2 separate regions of the Mus musculus genome follow, and region 1 is linked to region 2. The links are chromatin contacts, called in public HiChIP or PLAC-seq maps. All regions are on one chromosome and are shown on one strand. Each heading gives the region's core, a stretch centred on a gene start, on an enhancer-like site or on the middle of the called end of the contact. The rest is flanking DNA. Distances are from core to core; before and after follow the strand shown. Region 1 holds the start of Kat14 (lysine acetyltransferase 14). Region 2 overlaps Bfsp1 (beaded filament structural protein 1, in lens-CP94).

Region 1 (4,081 bases), core at 1,501-4,000, 520 kb after region 2:
GGGCCTATTGTGGGTGGTGCCATCCTTGGGCTGGTAGTCCTGGGTTCTATAAGAAAGCAAAGCGAGCAAGCCAGGGGAAGCAAGCCAATAAGTAACATCCCTCCATGGTCTCTGCATCAGCTCCTGCTTCCTGACCTGCTTGAGTTCCAAGTCCTTGACTTCCTTTGGTGATGAACAGCAATGTGGAAGTATAAGCTAAATAAATCCTTTTCTTCCCAACTTGCTTCTTAGTCATGATGTTTGTGCAGGAATAGAAACCCTGACTAAGACAGATGGGTATAGAATGGAGTTGGGTAATTTTCCACAGGATTCTTCATCAAGCAGATCAAATCCTAGTTAAACCAAAGTGGCCTCAGCAAGAGTACAAGATGGAGGAGCCTCTTCTTGTCCTGTCACAAGCCTTCCTAGCACTTCAGGTGTAACTTAAATGTAAGAGTTAACTGAACATGGTAAATAATATGTGGTCATCAGTGATGCTTTCTCTGAAAGACCTTGGCATAAAAGAGGGAAAAATAAGACTTACTTAGTAGACGTTTCCAATTGCCCAGTAAACTATTTTCTTTAATTACAGTGCCCACTCCTAAAAATACACCCAAACTAGATGTTCTAGCAACTATTTTAAAGTAAATAAATAAGTTGCTTTTCAGGATCTGATGGCACACAGTCATTCAGCTACTAAGGTAAGTAATAATAATTATAAAAAACATCTTGCTTTGGTTTGTAATCATTGGCCTACACTTTAGACACAACACTTACAGCTGCCTCCTCCTCCTCCTCCTCTTGAGACATTGTTTCTGTGTGTAGTCCTGGCCATCCTGGAACTAGCTCTGTAGACGAGGCTGGCCTCGAACTCAGAGTTCTGCCTACCTCTGCTTCCCCAGGGCTGGGATTAAAGGTGTATACCACAACTGCCTAGCATAAGAGATTTTTAAAAACAAAATACATTTAAAGAAGACAAATTGGAAAATTAATCACAATAGAATGCATGGTCATTTATACTTCTGGTGTCATTCCAAGGCCATTCATAGCTGTTACACTCGCTGATTTACTGGATGAAAAGTCTGGGGTTATCATAAATAAAAAGTATTGTGGCATGATTTTTCCTTAGGGAAATATGCAAAAATAACTTGAATCTCTTCTCATTCTAAAAGTCACTGGTCCCAAACTCTATTTTCACATTCAAAGATATAACCTGGGCTGGTGAGATGGTTCAACAGGTAAGAGCACTGACTGCTCTTCCAAAGGTCCTATGTTCAAATCCCAGAAACCACATGGTGGCTCACAACCACACGAAATGAGATCTGATATCCTTTTCTGGTGTGTATAATAATAAATAAATCTTTGTGCTGGCGCAAGCAGAGGTCCTAAATTCAATTTCCAACAACCACATGAAGGTTCACAACCATCTGTACAGCTACAGTGTATTCATATACATAAAATAAATCTTTAAAAATAAATAAACCTAGATTCTTTAAAAAATAAATTAAAGTCGGGCGTGGTGTCGCATGCCTTTAATCCCAGCACTCAGGAGGCAGAGGCAGGCGGATTTCTGAGTTTGAGGCCAGCCTGGTCTACAAAGTGAGTTCCAGGACAGTCAGGGCTACACAGAGAAGCCCTGTCAAAACAAACAAACAAAGAAACAAACAAAAAACACCAAAAAAATTAATTAAAAAAAAAAAACCAAAGATATAACCAATGCAGTATGCTAACTGTTCATAATAGTATTTTCTTCATGCCGTTTGGGTTCACTTAACAGAGAACGAAAGAGCAAAGCATACTGAGACGAAGTGAATGTTGGGGAAACACTGGGAATACCTAATCAAGGCCTGAATGAGCCTTATCATTGTTGTCTATCGGTTTTCAGCAGCAGCTTTGAATGTGTACTTTCCTGGGTAAGAGTGATTTACTGATATGCCATTCTTCATTGGCATCACAAATACTTAAAAGTTCTGGGAAGCCAAGTCTCTTTTTTAATTTAAGGGGTAAGTGCAAATGACACCATCCTTAGCCTCTTGTGAACTACTCTGACACAAGGATCTTACAAGCATTCCTGAAAGGCTCCAAGGGCATCAACGACATTTTTTTTTTCTTTTGGTTTTTTGAGACAGGGTTTCTCTGTATAGCCCTGGTTGTCCTGGAACTCACTTTGTAGACCAGGCAGGACTCGAACTCAGAAATCCGCCTGCCTCTGCCTCGGGAGTGGTGGGATTAAAGGCGTGAGCCACCACGCCGGGCAACGCCATTTCTTAAGATTACAGGAGCTAAACATGTCCGGATCCTTGCCTGACCCAGTGCATTTCCCAACAGAAGTTTAGTAGGCAACAAGGTGTAGCCGAGGCTGAGGCAGGATTGCGAGTTTGAAGCTAGTTTGAGCTGCACAGCAATACCTTGTCAAAAAACCAACCACCCAGCTTTTAGACTCTAAGAAAATTTAGGGTCTGATCAGTCGCCCCATAGCGACCAGATGTCCTCCGTACATACTCCACTGGCACTCCCAACCCCACCCTCGCGACTCCAAAGCAGCCCAGCACTGCGACTTCCTGGTGAAGGCGGTCCCCAAATAGGAAAGCCAGGGCCCCAGGCAGCCACTCCCAAGAAGCAGCGAAGCGGGCCAGGGGTTACGCTCGGCGCTCGATTGCTAGAGCCTGGCGACGATAGCACTTGCAACGGCTCTGCGCTCGAGAGGTCGAGCCTGGCCCGTTGCGGCTGCGGCGGCGGCGGCGGCTGTGGCGGCGGCGGGGGCGGGCGCGGGAGCGAGTCCGCGGCCGGGAGCGGGAATGTCGAGGAGTTCGAAGGCAGTGCTGGGCCTCTCGGTGCTGCTGACGGCGGCCACGGTGGCCGGCGTGCATCTGAAGCAGCGGCAGGACCGGCAGGTCGGTGTCACGTGACCGCGTCTTCCGGGGCGCCGAGCCCGCAGCTGTCCCTGCGCGCGTGGCGGGCCGGGCGGGCTGCAAGGGCGCGTTCAGGACGCCGACTTCTCTCCCCCAGCCACGAGGCGGGAGACTGGGGCGGAAGCCTCGGGGCAGGGGTGTAGTCCAGAGTTAGAGAGTTGCTAGGGTGAGCTCGAGGCCCTGGGGGCAGCACAGCCCACAAAGCCTTACCCAGGAATTGTTAAATCCGGAGATAAAGCAGCTCACACCCAGCACACCCCCCAGTGCCTTTGGCTAAAGAAACTTGAGATTTTTGCAACTTGCATTAACAAAACATTTTGCTACTGGACTTAGGTTCTGGAAAGGATAAAAGGTAGCGAGCGCCCTTCACGTTTTCTTTTAATGGCTTTCTTTCGGAGAATAACTGGCTTATTAATCAGCGACTAACCGACTCTTCCTCATTCCAGTTTGCAACGCTGGCTAGTGCGCTGAGCACACTGAGAACACATAGTTAATTATAACCTCTCGAGATTGTTCTTTTTATAATGGTGCCACACTGTGCTGGCCAGTACTTGGTATTTGCCCTTTCAAGCAATACCTTTACAGTTATTTGGTTTGAATCGGATTTGCCATGGGCAGAAGTTACTGAAAGCCTCAAGAGTCACCAGACCATCGACCTTTGTATTCACAAACTAGGAATTGCAATGAAACTAGGCTTGCAAATTCAGAACCATTTTGAGGAGCAGGGTCGATGTGCAGTGATGGAGAAGCACACAAGGAATTAAAGATTTGGGATTAAAATATGGTTCCCCAGGGATATCTTCTGGAGTAGAAGCAAGAAACTTCCTTCTTGGGAGGAAAAGGAAAAGATGGTGGTTCTAATTAAACTTGGAAGACAGGGTGTCTGTGTCCTCCTGATGTGTTTTGGAGACAGCGTTTGCTATCAGTTTTGTTTCAAACTCTGTTCCCCTGAGAAGTTTTTACAGTATGAGCAGACCAATTAAATCAGATCTCTGGAGCATGGAGACTCAGCTGTGTTCCAAAAGGCACGCCAAAGGCTTTAATGAAACGGTTGAGAATCACAGTTAGAGAATGGAAGTGTGCAAAGATCTAGTTATTTCTTGGAAGTTAGTGACCAAGACATACTGACCAAAATAAGCTGTCCAGTAGCTATTCATTAGCGACTTACTGTAACATCGAGGAAGGTAGAT
Region 2 (3,892 bases), core at 531-3,030:
CTAGGTGAATCCTGCTAACTTTATGAGAAGAGAAAAATCAAAGGACACAGACATAGACAGACAAACAGACAGACTCTGTAAGACATTACCAGCAGGAACACTGCACCTAGATGAAGCCCCTTGACCCTGAATCTCTGGAACTGTAAGCCAACACGACCCTTTTTATAGCTTGCCCATGCTATGACTGTGTCATAGAATGGCAAGCTATGGGCAATAGAAAAGAGGCCATACAGCAAAGCATTTTGAAAACCACTTCATTTTGGCAGACCACATTTCCTAGAAGAAAATACCTAAGGTAATCTTACGGGACATAGCTTATGTCCCCTGAAATCTATCAGCGTTTACAGTTTGAACAAAGAACAAACCTCACACTTGAATAGCACTTAGAAGTAGGCAGGAGTTAACTTGTGGTAGTTCTAACAGTCAGACCCCGTGCTTGTCCCTGGACCTCTGAGAAGGTCAACTCCTCCACAGGTATGGGAGTGAAGACTCAGAGTACAGCCCCTCCCTGCAGGACTGGATAGCGTTCCCTGCAGCTGGGGCTCCAGTACTTACCTCCCTCATCCCAGTAACCAGGGACACTTGAGGAGCAGTCTGTACGATCTGCTGCAGGACGGTGATGTAGGTCTGAATCTCCAGAAGATTCTGTTGCAGAGGGAAAGCATTTTCATTAGAAGTTGAGCTGCTGGAATCTCACCCCCTTTCCTATGTGAGCCCAGGAGTGAGTGCCTGCACACATTGGCCCACAGCTGTGGCCACACTTGGATGGACAGAGGAATAAGCTACAGCTGCCACGGATGGCATATTGGAGTGGGCATTGCACATCTGCAGAAGCAACGGGGCAGGAGAACCATCGGGCTCAGCTTATTTGACCATTTCCCTTCAGATGCCTTCACACACTGCCCCTGGCCTCACAGCACCCTGGATGACAGGTGAGAAGAAAGGGGACCGAACAAGGCCTGGAAGCTACAAAGGACTGTGACAGTACAGGGCAGTGCTTCAGTGAGAGGGCAACTTTAGCCAGTCACGCCTACACTAAATGACTTAGTGGATATGAGTGTCTTCTCAGGTAAGCTTCAAAGTCTCCTAGAATAAAGGTCTTTTTATGAGACAGGGCTAACCATCTACAGGGAGGCCTGGTGACCTTAAACAGACAGTGCACCTTTCCTAGCTCTGAGCAATGACTGATAACACAACCCTCTACAGAAAACAGCCTTGACCAAGCATTGGTCAACTTGTCCAGGAAACTTCGAGGGCCCCAGCCCATGAGTGAAAAAGATTGGCCTTCAGATGAGACCAATGCTCCCCTCTCTCACACTATCCCCCACAGTCCTCCACTGATGTAACTGTGGAACAAGGACCACTATCTCAGGCTCTGTTTGTAGGGGCTGACTCGAGCCCTTCCTCATCAGGCTGGGTCCCAACAGATAATGAATGGGAGCTTCCCACCATTGTTATAAGTGCCTGCCTACTTCAGGCTGGCTCCAGACACTGCTCTCGGGATCCAATAAGATAAATATAAGGAAGCTGGAAGGTGTGGAGGAGGAAGTAGGCAAGGGCCTGGTGAGAGGCTGGGAAGACTGCCAGGGAGAGGGTACTACAGTCAAAGTGCAGGGTACACACAGGGAGGTGGGGAGGGTGGGAGGGAACACCAGGCTAGCTGGGTCCTTGCCCAGCTCCAGGCTGTCTCTAAATTACCAAGTTTGTCTTAGTGTGAGTTTCCCCAGAGAAAGATCTGGGTGTGGACACAGCTGAGTTGGGCAATGGCTCGGGGCCTTGTGACTAACAGGACAGAGAAGAGGCAGGGAAAGGACACTGGCTAAGCAGGGCGTGCCATCAATTGCACTCCCGTGGGCACGAAGATCAGACTTCGGAGGACCTCCTCCAAGTCCTGCTACCCAGACAAGAGGGGCCCAGGGGGGTTACACACAGACGCCCGCCCATCAGCCACTGAACAAGGCTGCTCCAGGGGTAGAGAAGTTCCCCTCTATTTCCTATGAGATTGTAGCTTTCCACTGCTTCAGTAAGCTCCTTGGCAAAAAGACACAGGTACTGTATCAATGAAACAAGGACCCCAAAGAGAACTCTACAGAATGAAAGCTTCCCCAAGAAATTCTAGCCTGGGTGAGAGCAGACAGAGCCTCGGGACAGATAAGAAACTCCCCCATTCACCCCAGGAACAGGATCCTCACAGCCCTAGAGACTTGCAGCTAACTAACTCTACGCAGGACACTTCCTGGCTTTGGTTTCCTCTCTTTTCCAAAATAGCAAGGAAGATGGGGTACGAATTCTGGTCAGCTGTAAATAACTTTATTCCCTTTATCCCAGAGATTCTCAACCTGAGGGTCCCGACCCCTTTGGAATAATATGACCCTTTCAGAGGGGGTCACCTAAGACTGTGGAAAAACGCTACAGTTTGTAACAGTAGCAAAATTATAGTTATTAAGTAGCAACAAAAATAATTCTGTGGTTGGGGGTGGGGGTGGGGTCACAACAACAGGAGGAACTATATTAAAGGGTTGCAGCACTAGGAAGGTTGAGAACCTCTGCTTTTCCCATTCCTGTGTCCAGATTCCTGCTGGTAAGTCAAGACACAACAGACCTAAGGTTCAGGTTACCATATGGGCAGTCAGAGAAGACCAGAGCCTAAGACCACTGCCTCCCCTGTCTGTTAACCCATGGTTAACCCAGAGCAGCACCAAAGAGGATACCACTCACATTTTAAAGATAGGAAGCAGCCCAGAGAGGCCAGGCTGCTCTCTCACAATTACACAATGCTGGGATGTGATTGTCCAGTGTGCTAAGGCCTCCAGTATCACACCTGCCAGAGGCGTGTAAGGAGTGGAAAGGTTAGGATACTCTGAAGGAGGAGGCTCTTAGCTGAAGGGGATTACAACCCCATAGGAAGAACAACAGTATCAACTAACTCAGAACCCCCAGGGCTCCCAGAGACTAAGCCACCAACCAAAGAGCCTACATGGGCTGGCCCATGCCACCACCACCCTCCATTCCCCGGCACCCACATATGTAGCAGAGGACTGCCCCATCTGGCCTCAGTGGGAAAGGATGTGCTAAATCCTGTAGAAACGTGATACCCCAGGGAAGGGGGATGAAGAACTCATGGAGGGGGGACCAAGAAGGGGGAAACATTTAGAATGTAAATAAATAAAATAATTAGTATAAATAATAAATAGACAAATAAAAGAGGTTCCTAAAAGAAAGTGTTATCTGGTTGCCTCTAAGGCAGAGCTAAGAACTGTAAAACAATGCCTTAAGCACACACACATATTCTCCCTTCTCTTTATTTTTCTGAGATAAAACAGTAGACTGCTTAATAGGGATGGAGCTGCCAAAATAATTTTGTAAATTATGACACTAAAACCTAACATCGCAATTCCCGGCATATCCTGCCATTGTCCACTGATGTTCTCTAGGCACCTCTGGCTGGGTAAGTGCTGTCCAATGGCCGGCTCATGCCAGTTCAGGGTCTGTAGTCAACATTGCTCACTCTAGCAGTCTCCTGTCCAACCCAACCCATGCTGGGTTTTGTAAGAGCAAGGGCTTCCCACACGTGATAGTTACCTTCTTGTACCTGTCCTTGGCCACACTGATATCTGCCTGCAGAAACTGTGCCTCCAACTGAAGGTGCAGGTTACGCAATAAGGCTTCATCGGCTTCCTGAAACAGACAGACAAACAGACAAACAAAAAAAGCCATGCTAGGGTCACAAAGAGCACTTAGGTGTAAAGTGAACCAGTGTAGAAACACAGGGCCGAGGTGGGGACTTGATAAGGGATTCTTGTTCAGTGGGTCTAGATCTCTCTCTCTCTTACTCTCTCTCTCTCTCTCTCTCTCTTCCATACTCTCTCTGTTTGGGTGTGTGTGTATGAGT

The links. HiChIP or PLAC-seq counts read pairs in DNA pulled down with a chosen protein or histone mark.
Region 1: a contact with region 2 is called in an H3K4me3 HiChIP or PLAC-seq map of bone marrow-derived macrophages, with 5 times the contacts expected there. The contact joins the promoter of Kat14 here to the enhancer-like site in region 2. A contact is called at or near these places in 15 of 39 promoter capture datasets (the 3T3-L1 cell line, 3T3-L1-derived adipocytes, the C10 cell line and 9 more), 1 of 15 datasets of contacts at CTCF or cohesin (large pre-B cells), 7 of 484 Hi-C or Micro-C datasets (the 63-12 cell line, B cells, CD4 T cells and 4 more), 10 of 115 datasets of contacts at active chromatin or transcription factors (the 230-238 cell line, bone marrow-derived macrophages, cardiomyocytes and 7 more) and 3 of 9 other capture datasets (adipose tissue, liver and macrophages).

The regions. Positions count from the first base shown.
Region 1 is chr2:144,366,285-144,370,365 of GRCm38.p6, forward strand. It overlaps Kat14 (lysine acetyltransferase 14), which reads left to right and starts at 2,751. Exons shown (of 11, transcript NM_181417.3): 1 at 2,751-2,873. Pet117 (PET117 homolog) reads left to right here and starts at 2,699. Exons shown (of 2, transcript NM_001164813.1): 1 at 2,699-2,873. The coding sequence starts at 2,778.
Region 2 is chr2:143,845,346-143,849,237 of GRCm38.p6, forward strand. It overlaps Bfsp1 (beaded filament structural protein 1, in lens-CP94), which reads right to left. Exons shown (of 8, transcript NM_009751.2): 3 at 3,583-3,678; 4 at 556-645. Among named protein-coding and RNA genes, the nearest start is that of Bfsp1, 16 kb to the right of the region's middle. Within about 2 kb of position 1,781, at least 85 of the 459 cell types and tissues checked have an H3K27ac peak or open chromatin away from gene starts, as enhancers often do. A contact at or near this core is called in adipose tissue, bone marrow-derived macrophages, hematopoietic stem and progenitor cells and 3 more, where this site is marked.